6 separate regions of the Sus scrofa genome follow, and all the other regions are linked to region 1. Evidence: chromatin contacts called from public Hi-C and HiChIP or PLAC-seq data. All regions are on one chromosome and are shown on one strand. The core of a region is the stretch at or near the end of the contact, and the rest is flanking DNA. Distances in the headings are between cores, read along the strand shown.

What was found. A called contact is a pair of places that touch in the nucleus more often than the background predicts. HiChIP or PLAC-seq counts read pairs in DNA pulled down with a chosen protein or histone mark.
Region 2: a contact with region 1 is called in a Hi-C map of liver, with 4 times the contacts expected there. The contact joins two enhancer-like sites. A contact is called at or near these places in 2 of 47 Hi-C or Micro-C datasets (embryonic fibroblasts and liver) and 1 of 2 datasets of contacts at active chromatin or transcription factors (skeletal muscle).
Region 3: a contact with region 1 is called in an H3K27ac HiChIP or PLAC-seq map of skeletal muscle. The contact joins two enhancer-like sites. A contact is called at or near these places in 2 of 47 Hi-C or Micro-C datasets (embryonic fibroblasts and fibroblasts) and 1 of 2 datasets of contacts at active chromatin or transcription factors (skeletal muscle).
Region 4: a Hi-C map of embryonic fibroblasts shows a contact between it and region 1, with 2.5 times the contacts expected there. The contact joins two enhancer-like sites. A contact is called at or near these places in 2 of 47 Hi-C or Micro-C datasets (embryonic fibroblasts and fibroblasts) and 1 of 2 datasets of contacts at active chromatin or transcription factors (alveolar macrophages).
Region 5: a contact with region 1 is called in a Hi-C map of embryonic fibroblasts, with 2.5 times the contacts expected there. The contact joins two enhancer-like sites. A contact is called at or near these places in 2 of 47 Hi-C or Micro-C datasets (embryonic fibroblasts and fibroblasts).
Region 6: an H3K27ac HiChIP or PLAC-seq map of alveolar macrophages shows a contact between it and region 1. The contact joins two enhancer-like sites. A contact is called at or near these places in 2 of 47 Hi-C or Micro-C datasets (both in embryonic fibroblasts) and 1 of 2 datasets of contacts at active chromatin or transcription factors (alveolar macrophages).

Annotation. Positions count from the first base shown.
Region 1 is chr1:24,812,265-24,814,964 of Sscrofa11.1, forward strand. All of the region lies in intron 2 of LOC110259987 (a long non-coding RNA gene), which reads right to left. Among named protein-coding and RNA genes, the nearest start is that of CITED2, 340 kb to the right of the region's middle. Within about 2 kb of position 1,432, at least 16 of the 83 cell types and tissues checked have an H3K27ac peak or open chromatin away from gene starts, as enhancers often do. A contact at or near this core is called in alveolar macrophages, embryonic fibroblasts, liver and 1 more, where this site is marked.
Region 2 is chr1:24,593,821-24,596,520 of Sscrofa11.1, forward strand. No RefSeq gene overlaps it. Among named protein-coding and RNA genes, the nearest start is that of CITED2, 560 kb to the right of the region's middle. Within about 2 kb of position 1,436, at least 8 of the 83 cell types and tissues checked have an H3K27ac peak or open chromatin away from gene starts, as enhancers often do. A contact at or near this core is called in liver, where this site is marked.
Region 3 is chr1:24,949,223-24,951,922 of Sscrofa11.1, forward strand. No RefSeq gene overlaps it. Among named protein-coding and RNA genes, the nearest start is that of CITED2, 210 kb to the right of the region's middle. Within about 2 kb of position 1,374, at least 3 of the 83 cell types and tissues checked have an H3K27ac peak or open chromatin away from gene starts, as enhancers often do. A contact at or near this core is called in skeletal muscle, where this site is marked.
Region 4 is chr1:24,978,230-24,980,929 of Sscrofa11.1, forward strand. No RefSeq gene overlaps it. Among named protein-coding and RNA genes, the nearest start is that of CITED2, 180 kb to the right of the region's middle. Within about 2 kb of position 1,417, at least 11 of the 83 cell types and tissues checked have an H3K27ac peak or open chromatin away from gene starts, as enhancers often do. A contact at or near this core is called in embryonic fibroblasts, where this site is marked.
Region 5 is chr1:24,659,323-24,662,022 of Sscrofa11.1, forward strand. All of the region lies in intron 3 of LOC110259987 (a long non-coding RNA gene), which reads right to left. Among named protein-coding and RNA genes, the nearest start is that of CITED2, 490 kb to the right of the region's middle. Within about 2 kb of position 1,284, at least 10 of the 83 cell types and tissues checked have an H3K27ac peak or open chromatin away from gene starts, as enhancers often do. A contact at or near this core is called in embryonic fibroblasts, where this site is marked.
Region 6 is chr1:24,618,812-24,621,511 of Sscrofa11.1, forward strand. No RefSeq gene overlaps it. Among named protein-coding and RNA genes, the nearest start is that of CITED2, 540 kb to the right of the region's middle. Within about 2 kb of position 1,275, at least 4 of the 83 cell types and tissues checked have an H3K27ac peak or open chromatin away from gene starts, as enhancers often do. A contact at or near this core is called in alveolar macrophages, where this site is marked.

The sequences.
Region 1 (2,700 bases), core at 182-2,681:
TAAAAAATTATGTATGCACTTTTGTTTCTGATTAAAGTAATACATTATCATTGTAAAAAATCTTGAAGATTTGTGGCAATGAACAAGGCCAAAAAAAAAAAAAAAAGAAAAAAAGAAAAAGGAAGAAAAACTGCTGAAATTCTACTCCCAGAGATGGCCACTGTATGGTCTGTTTCTCTACCAGACTATTTTACATGCACTTTCACACATACATACACACACATACACACACACACACATTCACACACACTTTTCTAAAAATAAAACTAGGGCATGCCAAACTGTTTTAGCTTGCTTTTGTATACCTGAATACATCAAGGAAAATATTATCAGTTGATGTACAAAACTGCCATGTTCTTTTAATGTCTGTCCAGTTTCACTGAATGAATGAAAAATATTTTTTAACCAGTTTTGCATTGTAAACATTGCTAAACATTTACAATGTTTCTGATCTATCAATATTACAATCACTTGGGTATTCTGGAGGATAGCTTTCTAAAAACAGAACTAAGTTCGAGGTTAAAATTTTTGCTCCATGTTTCCAAGTTACTTCCAAAAATCTTGTAGTAATATACATTCCTATCAACAATGTATGAGAAAATATATGCTGTGCCATGTATTTTAAGCTTTGTTAAACTAAAAGATAAATATCACTGTTGTTTATATTTTAGCTACACTAAGGTTTTTTACTCAGATTTACTTGGAGTCTTTACAATATTGACCCATCTCACCAATGAATACGGCATAGCTTTGCATTAGCAAGTGTTCTTTATGTCTTTCAGTAAAGTCACATTGTTTTCCTGATACATATCTTGCAAATTTCTTATTAAATTTTTATGCACTCTATGTTACAATTGCTGATGATCTGAGTTTTTCATTATATTTTCAAGTGATTTTACTAATATAAATAAAGCCTATTGATATTTGAGTTTGTATATTACTTCTAGCCATTTTCCTAAATTAGTTCTAGTAAATTTTTCATTGGTTTCAGGTTTGCTTTTGGTTTTGTTCTTAGGCTGTCATAATGTTACAGGTAATACATTTTGCCATTCTTTTCTAATCTGTATGTAGAAATGATAATGAACATCCTTTTCTCGGTTCAGAATTCAATGAGTAAGCCTTTGGTTTTTTCAGTTTATGATAGTGTACTATTATCTGTTTGGGGCCTTAGATCACTTTGTGAATCTAATAAAAGTTACAGACCCTCTTCGTCCTCCCTTCAAATACATGCTGTGTAAATCAGCAAATTTCTCATGTATTTTTAGTTGATTCATACACCCCATGGGGCTGACAAATACACTCACACAAAAACACACCATAGAATAGGCTCGAGTGACATAACTAAAGTTGCTTCAGTGGGACTGGCCAGAGGGAAACCTTCCAAGTAGGTGAAGGGTGTCAACTAATGCAACAAGCATTTGTCGAGCTACCATTAGGAGTTCTAGTTACCCAACAGAAGGGTTAGCTATCTAATGGAATTAAAAACAGACACTCTGCAAGGCACTAGCCATAAATTCTCTTTGAATTATTCTCAGTCTATCCAGAAGGAGAGACATTTAAGTAAACAGAACAACACGAAAGTGCTACTAAAGATACATGCATTCTGGATAACAGCATACCTGGGTACTGTTTTTGTCAACTGTAGGAAATTTTACAGAAAATATGCCTTCTGTAGATGGTATTGAAGGGGCAAAGACATTCCAAGAAGACAAACAACAAGAGCAAAGGTAGTCTGGTCTGATACATTTGTAAAATGATTGGTAGTCCCTGTGCTTGGAACACAGAGAAAGTGCAAAGATTTTCATTGTGTTGTTTGAAATGACTGTTTTTGTGGTAGCCTCAGCCAAAATAACAGAGTGTTACAAATCTTGCAAAATAAAGATTCCTCAGAAACCTCACACAAATTGCATAACTCTTGAACTATTTTGTTTCAGGGCAGAAACCTCATAGATATTCTCAGTCTTACCACTGGTTTTCCAATTTAGCCCTTTTGTTCCTTTCTTACTTAATTGATCCAGAATCTTGTGGCCTGCTGAGAATGCCTGAGGGCTTTCTTTGTCTGGTACCAATTTCAGAGCTTCTGGCTGAAGGCTAGTGGAAGTTGTTAACAGTTGCTGGAAATTTAGTGTGAAAAAGCTGGCTTTGGGGAGATTAACCTAGAAATACCAACTATTTACTTTATATCCATACTTAGAAAAGAATATGTCTCTTGGGAGTATTCACTTACCTTCTACTCATCTCAATTAAATTCCTTGGACATATTTGTCCATGAATGGCATGCCTCTTTTCCCACTGTTTCTGTCAATTCATTCTCTTTCTTACCTCATTCCCTTCTATGTTACAACTTTCTCCGTGTTTTTTCCCCTCATCACTGTTTCTAAGGAATCTTCAGCAGAAGTCACCAGACCAGAGTTTGCAAACAGAAAATCTGTTCTTTCAATCTTGCCCAAATATGGCATTTTGTTTGTCCACCACTCTCAGCTGAATCAGAATATGGGAGGTGAAGGTGTTCAGAGAGCAGAGTGGCGGGGTCATGGCAGACATCAGTATTAAAAAGCTTAGCATATACACAGTACTGTATGAAACAGATAATTAACAAGAACCTACTGTATAGTGCAGGGAAATCTACTCAATAGCTTGTAATAACCTATATGGGAAAAAATAAGTTACATAAAGCTTATATATATAAAATGAATTCAC
Region 2 (2,700 bases), core at 186-2,685, 220 kb before region 1:
TCTTTTAATATCAGGAGTCAGTTATCTATTAAATAAGGAAAATAAGGAATACAATGGACGGGAAAATGTCGTTACATCTCAATATCTACCCTTTTTAATACCTATTATTACATTTTTCACTATTAACAGAGCTAAATCTTTCCTAGGTCTCACATAATGGAATATTCACTCCTATCCTTTAGTGTTTGTCCCAGAAAATCCTATAAAGTCACATTTTTATTCCATTAGCTATTAGGAATAGCCATGGGGGAATGCTACCTATCAGGCATAACAACCCAGGCAGTACAACAGAGGAACCAACCTTGACCAGAAAGAAAAAGCCAAGACTCTGAAGTACCTAATAGGTAAAAGCCTTACCCTAGATGCTTGAGATGAAAAGACATTTTAATGTCTGCCTTCTTGGCTGAAGATGATTCTTTATTCAAAATGAAATATTTTACATTTCAAAGATAAACATAAAACTGTGGAGGGTGTTGATTCAGATACCAAAACTGATGAGGTTTGGTAAATAAGTTTACTTAAATTTCTTTTCCCAGAAATTATCAGTGGAGTAAAATGAAGAGAGAACCGGCAATATCCAAAGAAATGGTTATAAATAGATAAGAAAATTAAAACCATAGTAACTCTTATTCAATTAAGAGAAAGACTATAAAAACATTGCATCAAGTGATATATTACTCTTTTATACTAAGATTCATTCTTGTCTGAACTCTGGGAGAAAAGTCTACTTGGAAATAGATAAGTAAGAATTATGGAGGACTTTTCAGAAGTTAGTGAACATGGATTTCTTCAGTGTTTTATAAAGTTTATTTCCCACAAAGTTTTAAGAAAGGAGGAAGGAAAAGAGGAGACAGGAAATACAAGTCCCCGATGACTCCTCTTCTGACCCACAAATACAAGGAGAGGATGAGAAAACACAAAGTTAAACTATCATAGCTCAAACTTCTGCTAGAATTAGAAGTTCTCTACTTAATGGAAAAAAGGAAAGTTGTGAGTTTATATTTAGACTTCTTAAATCCTAAAGAGTAAAAATACAGAGTTTATTATTTTTTCTTCTTGTTCTCACTACCTTTCCTTTCTTTTTTTTAAAATGACAGCTTAGACTCATGATCTTTTAAAATAATAATAATATATATGTCTCTCCTCATCCTTTTCTAGACATAGAAAAAAAAAATGTCCCACTGGTAAAGACTTGATGCAATTCTTCTCTTTAAGAGTTTTAAGTCTTCCTTTACAACACAAAATTTGCTGTCCATTTAGTGTCAGTCAAATTAAAAATTGTGCTTCTGCTATATGTGTTACTGCCTGCTCGACTAGAAAAAATTCAAGCAATCAAAACAACCATTTATTTTCGCCACTAGACACAGAGGTCAAGATCCAATGGTGTGTCACAATCTGTTGTGAGCTCTGTTGCAAGTAATTTGTTACTATTAATAGTTCAAAGTTTGCAAATGATTTACTTTTGTTTGTAAGTTAGAGGGAAGTCAAGGTTATCCTGAAATGTCACTCTCACTCAGCTGCATTCTGATATCTTTCTCTGAGGAGAGTAGGGGAGGCTTTCTAACCAGGATGCCAGTGAGCGAATGTCACCCACTGTTTGTTTTCAGAGGTAAAGAGATTGAAACCACTTCATCAGGCCAGGGCAGACAGCAAAATACCTCGTAGATATTGAAAGCAAGGTGCCACTTGAAAGTTAAATTAGAAAATCGATTCATGACAGATGTGATCAGAGACAGGTAAAGGCACTCTTAAGAATAAGATGTGGGGGCCATGCTTGGAGAGAAACTCCAGGCACCTCTCCTGGGGATGAATGCATCAGGTTGGCAGTCAGTCAGTGTTTGACTGACTCAATGTCCCTCGCTCTGAACAATGTGCTCAGAACTTGCCCTTTCATACTTTTTTTTTTCTTTCTTCAAAGAGTGTAAGTATATAAAACCTTTGACATTTATAATTTTGTCATAAATTAAAAAATCAGCATTCTGGCCTTATGACCAAATGAAATGTATTGATGTTCTGGTTTGTTCCAGACCCTGTGGTAGGCACTAAGTTCGCAAAAATACTTAAGGAAGAATTTTTGTCTCAAGGAATTTCCCATGAGAAATTAATTAATGTGAGTTTGTTCCTGAAAGGCTAATATACTCCTTCTATGTGCTCAGAAAATCATGTTTATGAACCTACAAAACCAAAGAACAGACTGGATTGTGGTGAATCCAACAAATGAAACAGCATATAATGAAGCCTCCTGAGGATCAAACAACTGATCTCAACTGAAAAAAACCCCACATCACAATTCCCTTTGTGTATATATAAAGTTTTAGACATCACAGAAAGTCATTGCCACTGAGTGAAAATTCAGATGATCCAAGTCCACTGCTTATTAGCTTTAATGATTGTAAATAAGTTAACATCTTTGACACTCAGTTTTCATACTTACAAAATGACACTAATCATTCTTCCTGTTACTCTACACAGATGTTGTGAGGATGGAAAGCATGGGCAGAAGCAGGGGACCAACTCTATTCCAACACACAGTTATAACCAATAGTCACTGGGTACCAGATGGAGTGTTTCCACATGCTCTCACTTTTAACCCTCACAGCAACCCTCACTTTAGGCCTTATTGCCTAAAGTTAAAAGTTGACATACTCTAGGTCACATCATGTAGTGGCAAAACTAGAACTTGAAACTTCACTGCCTGCC
Region 3 (2,700 bases), core at 124-2,623, 140 kb after region 1:
CCTATGCTGTTTGCTTTTCTAATCATGTTCGTGGTATATTTTCAGTTAAAATAACAACCTTTTTGAACCCTGAACAAAATGAAAAGGCAAAACGACAACACGTACACACACAGCTGTAATAGAGAGGGCAGAAGAGCAGTACAAGCAAAATATTCCAAGATGGCAGTGTCATTACTTTTATCCTTTGGCTGAAAGTTTTGGCTGAAAAGTTTTTCCTGAGGGTTTAGGTTGTTTTCCCTAGCTGAGGGGTGGGGTGAGGGATAAGGAAGACAGATTTGTGTCTGTAGCTGATTGGCAGTTTCTGTGAGAAATTATTCACTCCAATAAGTTTTGTTATTGTGGCAATTTCTTTCTCAGAATTGATGGTGCCCTTTACTTTCAGGCGGGGGATGGTGTGGGGAATGGGATGTTGTTTCTAGTGACTGCTGGGAGAAACAAGTCGGGGGTAGCTGTCTGACAGAGAGAGTGAAAAGGTTCTGGGAGAATGGAATGTTGTTGTTACTCTGTTTTTGAAGCCACTCTTCTTTTTGATCATGTTTATACTTTAAAATTTCACACTGTGGTCAAACTAGGCAAGGTATAATTTTACATGTCCCTGTAAACACTGGACAACTACACTTGTCCTGTATGCACACGATTTTTATGGACATTTAAGATGGGTACCTGTGGGTGGAGAGGAATCACATTTTAATAACCAAAACTGTGACCGCCGAATACTTTAAACGCAGGCTCTTTTTGGCTTTAGAGTATTCCTACCTTTTTAACAGAAGTAACATAAATCCAAGTGCTGTTTTTCTCAACTATAATTTAGAGTTACACTGAAGAAGAAAGTTTTAAATAAGATAAAGTTAAAACTATGTGTTTTAGAGCAAGCATTCTATATTGACATAAAAGAGCAAGCTTTAAGTTTACTGAAAAGGAATATTCCAGCAGTTACCAAAAGATTCCACAGCTGTTAAACTGGAGGAACTGTTTTTCTTTCTTTGAGTTTAACTCCTCCTCTCTCAATTACCTCATAACTAATCAAAGTTTAAATGAAAATGGTAGTAGCCAAAGAGCCATTTTGATTGCTGTCACTGCATTGGCACACTATTTACAGGCCTGTTCATGGCCACTAATAACTTTTTTTTCTTTTAAAATTTGTTCTCTTGAAATCTCTTTTAAAACAACATGTAGTCTAAAATATTAATTAGTATGTACATAGAGTCCATTTTCTTAAGCTTTTTTTTTACAATGTGCAATAAAAATGTACTCAGGGAAAGGGAAGGGAGGCATTTGTTGATCTTCATGGGACTGTTGTATCTAGGACTGGTGAACCCTCTTGTTATTTCAGCAAACACTGCTTAGAAGAGCTATTATAAGATTATATGTGCGTGACATAGACATTTGAGATAGATAAACAGCCATGCTTAAATTAGATTGTGATCCATGCATGCAGCCACCAGATATTTAACCAAGACTTTATGCTAGGTTTTACTAAAATAATCATGTATAGACATAAATACTGCTCTTAAAAGGCATATAGTCCAATAAGGACTTTAGAGAATAATGTCCCTTGCTTCTAGATCCTAAGCCCTTTTATCAGTCAGCTAATACCGAAACAATGCTGTGTCACAACAACTAGAAATCTTGACATTTTAGTGCCTTACAAAAATAAGCGTTTTTTTTCTTGTTCATGTATCCATAAATTGGACTCAGCTGAGGTAGGCCAGGATCAACTGGACTTAGCCTCAAACTGGCGGTTAGGTGCACATCTGCCAATCCTTCCATGAACCAGTTGCTAACTAAAGCATGTTCTTTTTAAAGTCAAAGTGCACAAAAAAAGCTACAGCACACATTTCAAGCACCTACCACTGGCCCACCTGCTGACACCTCATCAACCAATGCAAATCACACGGCCTAGCCCAGCAGATAGAACAGAGAAGTACACTCCTTCCACAGAAAAAAGAGAAGAAAAAAGAGGAAAGAAAAAGAAAAGAAGAAAGAAAGAAAAAAGAAAAGAAAAGAAGAAACGGAGTTCCCACTGTTGCTCAGTAGTTAACGAATCTGATTAGGAACCACGAGGTTGCAGGTTCAATCCCTGGCCTTGCTCGGTGAGTTAAGGATCCGACATTGCAGTGAGCTGTGGTATAGGTCGCGGCAGCTACAGCTCTGATTAGACCCATAGCCTGGGAACCTCCAAATGCTGTGGGTGCAGCCCTAGAAAAGACCAAAAAAAGAAAAGGAGGGAAGAGAGAGAGAGGCTGGGGGAAGAAAGAAGAGAGAGGAGAGATTGAATACTTCTTGGACAAAAACCCAACCTTCCTGTCTCTTTTCATACCATTCTTTCTTTCTCTAAGAGAGCTCACCAAACCCAGAGATTTCCTTCTTATCTATATACAGATAATTCATCTCTTTATTATCTCTAGCTCAAAACTCTCATCTTAGTTCTTGTGAACATAATATGTTTTAATAAAATTCATGATCAACCCCACTACATCTGACAGACCAAAACTGGTATTGTCTTTTCATTCTCTATGTCACTGCAACTGTCTATGCACACCAGAAATCTAGGAGTCTATATCCCCTCACCTTCAACTGCCAAATTCTATTGATCTGACAACTCATTTTTTTACCTTCTAAATGTTTCTTGATCCTTTCACTTCTCTTCATCTTCACCAGCATTTCAGTCCACCATTATCAGAAATTCACACCTGGATC
Region 4 (2,700 bases), core at 167-2,666, 170 kb after region 1:
CGTAGTTTTGTTTTTCCAGAGAAAGTATCCACAGGCTACATTAGATTCTCAAATGGGTTTTGTGGTCCAGAATGGGGACTGTGCTATACAGAATGTTCATAGGCTGGTTCCTGTAGCTTCTCCCTAGCTGTAGGATTTTGCACTGGCAGTGAATAACCTCTGAATCCACATTTCAGATTTCTAAGGTCTCTTCCATATTTAAAACACAATAGTTCTGTTATCTAAAATGTCCTAAAGAATAGTCAAAAGAAGCAAATTTTCCTTCCACCTTTTGTGACCCCTCCCTACCCTACACACACCCCTCAAATTTACACTCCTAACCCCTTCTAGGTCATCTGTGTTTGTCACTCCCATAATCAGACAAAATACGTCCAACTGCCCCAAGCATTCTTCATAGCCTTTCTAAACACTGGTTATGTGATGCATGGAGTATGAGTCAGGCGAGGGGGAAAGGGGCCTCTTTTTAAGTTTATATGTAACTGTGAGAGTTTTCAAGCATGTGCTGGCATGCCAGCCCTGTGTTTAAAAAAAAAAAAAAAGGCAAAAAAATGTTAATAATAATGTTTTTCTGCTCAAAGGGGGTTCTGGGCGATCAGAACCCTCAAGAGTGGTATGTTTAATGAGAAGGATGTACGTGCTCGGGGGCTTTGATGGGGGTCGGGGGGCATTATAATCCGCAACCATTTCTCCACCTTAAATCTCTGCTACAAAAAGGTTCTGCAGCCTCATTCCCCTCTGAAGTCAAAAGCTCTGGTTTAAATTCCTTACTTGGAAGGTCATTCATTCTCTCATAGCCAAAAAGCTTGTTTGCTTTTGTCTTCCCACTTGCTTTCAAATGAAAATATCAGACCACAGGCCATCTTACTTCCCCAACCCAAAACTTAATTACATCATGTCCAGGAGTGAAGGTTGTTGAAAGTTATTAATGCAGTAGTTGGGAACATTGCATTCCAATAGCCTTTACATTCATGCTCAGATGCTTGCTCTCAGCCTGACCTGACTAGTAGCTCTGGATGGTGGTAGGCAAACATCATGGCCACATTTTGTCCAATTTAGTCTCTCACCATGCTCATTCAAAAGCCCACTGTCAAGTACATTTTCATTATCATAAAGTGTATTTATTTATTTCCCAATGTTTGTCAGCATCCCCTAGAAGCTTTTAGAAGGGAATTTCTTATTCCAACCATTCTATCAACCATTCTGCCAATTCCAACCATTTCTGTCTATCAGCCATTATTTCCACTGCCTTGTGTTTCTAACAGATCTTGAAATTAGCACTATGTTTCTGTTTGCCATGTGTGACATACTCATTGGTGGTAACACACCAAGTACATCAGCTGGAGGACAGACTGCAAGTCATACATGACCTGGATACCTATCCCTGTCACTAAGCAGGACTTCAGCCTCAAGCCTGAGAATCACATGTGTCAGCAAGCTGTAGCTCTGGAAAGAAGAAATAAAAGCCAACGGAGTTCTCACTGTGGTGTAATAGGATTGGTGACCTCTCTAGAGTGCTGGGACACAGATTCAATTCCTGGCCTGGCACACTGGGTTAAGGATCTGGCAGGTCCCAACTGTGGCTCAGATCTGATACCTGACCTGGGAACTCCATATGACATGGGCAACCAAAAAAAAGAAGAAAATTTTTTAAATAAATAAAGCCCAATTGTTTGCGGCAGGGCTTTGCAGATGTGGGGGCAACAGTGAGAGCTTAAAGCACTTTTAGGTACCTTTTTAGAAATAGATTTTATTTTTTTTTTCACCAAATTAAGGCACCAGTCCAGATCCATAATCCCTCGATATTTAGGGTGAGGTGGGAAATTTCTAGACGTGAACCTATAATCATCCAAGATTCTCTGTGTTGCAACTTAGAGCCCCTCCAGACATGGGGACAAGCTTGGGGGTCAAGCCTTCATGGAAGGGGTGACATACTGATCCTGCAACAGAAAATAAGAAAAAGTATCAGAGCACAGTGCGACAAATTAAATATTTTAAAACTTGGACCTTCCCAACGTTGTCTCTGTGAGGATGCAGATTTGATCTCTGACCCTGCTCAGTGGGTTAAGGATCTGGCGTTGCTGCAAGCTGCAGTGTAAGGCACAGATGTGGCTCAGATCCAGTGCTGCCATGGCTGTGGCACAGGCCACAGCTGCAACTCCAATTTGACCCTGGCCCAGGAACTTCCAAATGCTGCCGATGTGGCCAAAAAAAAAGAAAACAAACAAACAAACAAACTTGGTCATTCATCATAGATTGTCCACGAAACTCTGTTTTGGGCACTTTAGGAAAGTGTACTTCCCATAGGCATGGAGAAGATCAGGATAGGATATTACAAAGTACTGCCAAGAGACATCATAGTTAGAACTCAACTGCTGCAACGATGGGCACAGGCTGACTTTGGAGACAGATGGATCTGGTTTAATTCTGGCATCTCTCCTCTGGAGCTGACCTCTGGAAAGGATTTTAGTCCCACCCATGTCACCTCTTCTGCAGCCCCTTGTTATGTGCCCCTTACACCTGTTTCTCTTAGTGATCCAAGCCTGACCTCCTCCTCTAGATTCCTCCAACACTCCACCTGTATGTATTGTTACCACTGCCTGACACACTTCTCCATGTCTGTTTGCTTTGTGGCATATTTCTGTGTAAACATGCAATCAGCCTGCTTCATTGGATTCCAAGTTTGATGGGGGCAGGCGTTGC
Region 5 (2,700 bases), core at 34-2,533, 150 kb before region 1:
TATTATGACAAGGGATCTCTTCTCTCTTTTCCTCCCTCTTCTGTTTTCACTATTCTGCCACCGCTGACCAAGTCCTCTCCCTGCAATGGCTGCTAAATATTCCTGGTGTCTATGGCTCCATGATCTCTGTTTCCTGGCTTCTCTATATATAGACCAATGTCAATCTTACTGCAGTACCTCTCCTTATATGAAAACTCTCTAAGAAAGTGGATTTTTATTGTTTTACATAATTACCACACAGTGGAGAGTGTTCCAGTTGGGCAGAGCTGTCAGGCTAGTTCATACCCCACTATTCTGGCCAACCAGAGAGTGTTACTTATAATTTGAATTCAAGTTCAAATTTTTTCAGACCATAAAAACTGCTTTTATATTCCACATGTACTACAAAGGACATATTAAGAAAGACGTGTAGTATGAGTTTTGTTTAGTTTTCTAGACCACAGGTAATCTTCCTAATAGTTTTAGCATAGAAAATTGAAAAGGAAAAGACACTAATTTCAGCCTGTTAAAAGTCACTAGCCAGATGTTGTAAAAAGAACCACTAATGAAAGGTCTCCCTGAAGACTTTAAAAGTTTCTTTATATTCAACCTAATGCTCTTAAAGAGAATATCACATTTCATTGACATACAAGGCATTCGAGTTAAATTAAAAGGTTTGAAAAATACCCTTCTCTGAATTGAAGTCTAAGAGACTGGTTTTGAAGTTTACCTGCTTTCCTAAGAGGACTTTTACTTCTCTCTGCCATAAAATGAGTAATTTTTCCCAATTTGACTTGATGCCATTCAACCTTTTAAATTAGATCTATAGTTGGATGTTCAGTTCAGGTGAAGCTGAGTCAACAGTCACACTTTTCAAGTCTGTTAGGGCATCATGAAGCAAGCAGTTAAACTCGAAGTGAATTTAAAAGACCAAATAAATGTTCTTTTTGTTCAGAAATCAGCAGGAGGAAACAGACAAAGTAACTAAAGATTTTAATTGCTAGTCTTCACAGAAATCAGTGGTCAGTTGTTTTCTATGTACTTGATTCAAGAAATAATTTATGGATATAATCTGGGGGGAAACAACATTTAAGAAGAAGTAATATATTCAACTTGTTTTAAAGTGACCTGCATAGCTGCAACCTTATCGTCACAGTAACTCAACATTTTCTTTTTCTATTTTTTTCTAAAACCAACTAATTTGCAGTTACAGTTTTCTTTCTGAACTATTGCCTGTAAAAACTCACTTCCTGGTTATTCATAGCAAAATGATTCCTTTCCCTACCCCCATCTGATTCTGATGTGATGAGGTAACTTTGAACAGTTGTGTGCATAACTCATTTTCTTCACTGCTGGGAAAACATGAGTTGCTTGGGGGGAAGGGGAAAATCCTTTTTTCAAAAAACTCAACACTCAGTCTGCTGCAAGTTTGTCTGGGAAAATGAAACAAAATTTAAATTTTCTTTCTCCTTCTGTTCACCTTCATTTCACAGAAAAGGAGGATATTCAGTTAATTGCTGAATTATAGTAAATGTCACTTAAAAGACTGCTTTATACATACATGGGATTTGGCAGAAACGATATTGGAGAGACTATAAATATGAAGAAAATTACAAAGGCAGTAGGGCTATAGGAAGTAGAGAACTTGAAGCTGAAATAAAAAAAAAAAAAAAAAACCAAAAAACAGCAACTTAGAACATCTAACAGAGTCCAGCACTGCTTGGGTGACTTACACATAGGCAGGAGGCTACTGCTAATGTGTTGAAAATAATCTTTCCTAGTTTCCGTATTATTCCTTTTCACAGACTCAAAATGAGCCAAGCCATAGGGGAAAAAAATAGCAGTAATTATGATATTCAGTAGGAATTACCTGAGCTAACAACTTTCACAGGGAAGATGGCAAATGCCAGGGCAAAAGTTAAAAGTTACATAAGCCTATGAACAGTACAGGGACCCCTTTGTGCCAAGCCTTCACTGAGCTCCATGAGAGAAAAATCAGAGAACCCAGGCAAGTACCTTACTCATGAAAGGCTATGCTTGCCTCTGCAAACACTTATCTTTCCACCTGTGGCCCACCATTCTCTCCATCCCCACCTCTGTCCCATCACCCATCTGCTTGCTTATTTTACCCTGGCCTTTTTCTCTAATCACTGACTGTTCTTCTAGTCTTTTTATGTGTCTCATCATCTTATTCCATCTTGCCTGTGTACTGTGTGCTCCATAAATGTTTCAGTGCTTACAAGTAATACGAGAAGTAGAGTCCTCAGACCAAGTAATTTAATTCGGTATCCCCTCCCCTCCCCTGACTCAAGAACACGTGCAGTGCCCCCTAACATTGGTGGAGTTACACACATCCCCAAACAGGAGGGCAACCCCAGGCATCTGCATCAGAGGATTCCACTTTTCCATAAATTCTGAGAAAATAAAGTTGGAAGAAAGCTTTTAAAATTGTGTGTGTTTATCTGTGTGTGTGTGTATGTGTGTCAGAAAGGGCCAAAGAAATCTAACTATTGGTGTGTCTTTCTCTTAAGAAAAAAAAATGCAGAAAGAAATACATTTAGTCTAATGGAACAACTATTCCCCACTGAAACCCAGCAAACAACACAAAAACACTAGCAAAACCTTCACAGGATAGTGTTATGTTATGGAATACTTGCTATTTTTGCTCTCAAAAAAAATGTTTGTTTACTTTGCAATTCCAAATGTTCCAATTTTGGTTTA
Region 6 (2,700 bases), core at 25-2,524, 190 kb before region 1:
GCTCTCCTCCTGCACCACAGGTGTGTGCCTACTGGACAAGGCAGGAAAAGAAACGGACTGTAACAGAACACAGACGGGGTAAGGGTCTTCCCTGCAAGCTCGGTTGAGAGAGATAGATGAGGCATCTCAGAACTTCATCACAGAACATCTTGTATCTGTTATATTTATGCTTGTCAAGTTTATAACATGCACATAATTCTCTTTCATTCTTTCAACCAGGATTTACTCTCTTTTAGCTAGAGGAGGGCATGGGCTTTGTCTTTATTGCTCACTTTTAGACTTGGCAAGTAGATGCTCAACAAATATTTTCTGAATGAATTTATGAACTTTTCCAGGTCTAAAGAAGACTTCCATTTTAGATAAACAGTTACAAGAGAGTATGTTAATGGACAAGAGAGTGAGATCATGGAGTACTATAAGGTCAAGAGTAGGGGAACTTATGGAGTTCCCTGGCGGCCTAGCAGGTTAAGGATCCTGCTGTCATCACTCTGGTCACTATTGTGGCACAGGTTTGATCCCTGGCACAGGAACTTCCCATGCCTCGGGCAGCCACATAGGTGAGCTTAGCCCAATAGATGGGGTTATTCCATATTATGGAGTCAGTGATTTACGTTTAATCCTTTTCTGGTTTTCTGTATTCATTTATTAAAGATTTCCTTAGGTTTTGGTTTTATGAATATATAATCACTTTCTCTTATCCAATAGAGTCAAGACTTTGATATTCAGAAGAACCCAAACCCCTTTTGATAGCAGATTCCTTTTTAGAGCACTATCTTAATCAGGCCTATTTCTGTATGGTCTTGCTCCAGCCAACTGAAAGATGGCACATTCTGTAGGTTAACCCTATAGACTGTTGAGCAGTATCTCTGTGAAAGACATAGATATTGGTTATATTTATACAGGTATCTACACTAGGGTGGAAGTGAGCAAATCTCCCTCTTCTATATATTAATATCAATCAATAATTTATGAATTTACTTAAATTGACCTTACACTAATTTATGTTTTCAGCCTTCTGGGCAATGAGTTCCATGCCATCATTCCTTTTTCTCCTAAATAATAAATTTCATTTGTGTTAGAATTCACCACAAGCAATTCAGCAGAACATCATTAGCCTTCTACAAAATACCATAAGACTAAAATGTTATCTTCACTAACATAAAGACTTTGACTTTTTCTAAAATTTAAATTTTATCTACTTCTTTCCCCTTTGGCATGACCTTACAAAGAACCATGATGGTTCATCTGTCATGATTTCCTCCTACAGAAACCACATTTTTTTCCCCATTAGGTCATGCATGTTAACCACTAAACAACTGCCTCATCACAACTTCCAGTGGGTGGAGAAGGGACGAAAGGGAAAAATACCAGTTTCCTTACAGAAAGAAATTTCACTAACAATCCCGCAACTTTCCTTCTATTTGTAACAAAAATGTAACAATCTAGTCCCTAACACCCAAACTACTTTTTATTATTAAAATACATGCCAATATACATATGCCAAAACCCACAGGAGGTCCAACAGCAAGAGTGAACCCTAATGCAACCTAAGGCTTTGGGTGAAAATGACCTGTCAATGTAGGTTCATCAGTTGTAACAAATGGTACCACTCTGGTGGAGGACGCTCTGGGAGGCTGAGGTGACACCGTGTATGCAGTGGGCTATGGGAACTCTCTGTAGTTCCCATTCAATTTTCTTGTGAACTTAAACTGCTCTAAACAAAAAAAAAAAAAAAAAAAAATTAAGTCTACAAAAAAAAAAAAATCTGCACAGAAATAAACACCAGACTCTAATCAAAATACTTTATGTGTTTTACTAAAATTAATTTATGTAATCCTCATGAGCGATATGAGAACTTATGAGACCTTATGAGACCTTATCAGAAAGATAGTAATACCATTTTTCCCTTTTTGATGATGAGGAGACTGTAGCAAAGAAAGACTACGTCATCTGAATGACACAACTGAAGAGTGTCAAAATTGCTACCTGGCTACAGTCTATACATCTCATTACTCAGCTGGGTTACTTTTCAATCATATCAAATAAAGTCTCTGGCCACACATTCCTCCCTTCCACCCTGAGCACATTTCTTTCTATAACTAGCTGGGCAGCTGTGGGTGATTTCATAGAAGCATTGTCTACTTCATAGCAATATATGTTTTTAAAGTCTCTGCCTGTATCACTCTTAAGGATAAGCCTCATAAGTAAAACGGGAAGTGAAAGAGTTCCTAATGGTTTTCTTGGTAAAGATGAATGTGAGGAGTCATTTGAGTTTTTCATTTGCATCACAGCCATCAGATTGCCTCATTGATGCTTTGGCTAGCTTCCCAATTTTGAAGTATTTCACAAGTTTGTATATACTGACTTTTCAGTTTATTGCCTTGGTTAACCCATGGTTATTTGGGGAAGGTTTTTATTTTCTTCATATTTTCTGTTTTGATGACCTGTGTCACTTCTAAAAACAGGAAAGAAACAAAATTTTTAAAAAGCTTAGTCAATAGTGAAATACCTACATTGTTTAGAAAACTGCAGTGATGTAGAGGAGAAAAGAATTTTCAAATGACATAGTGTTTGTTCCCAAAGTTCAACTTCCTTACTGAAAAGTTAATTTTATGAAAATGATTTTAACAAATATCTGAATATGTCATATGTTCTGAATATACACCATCCATATACATAAAAAGTTACTTTATAGTAAGA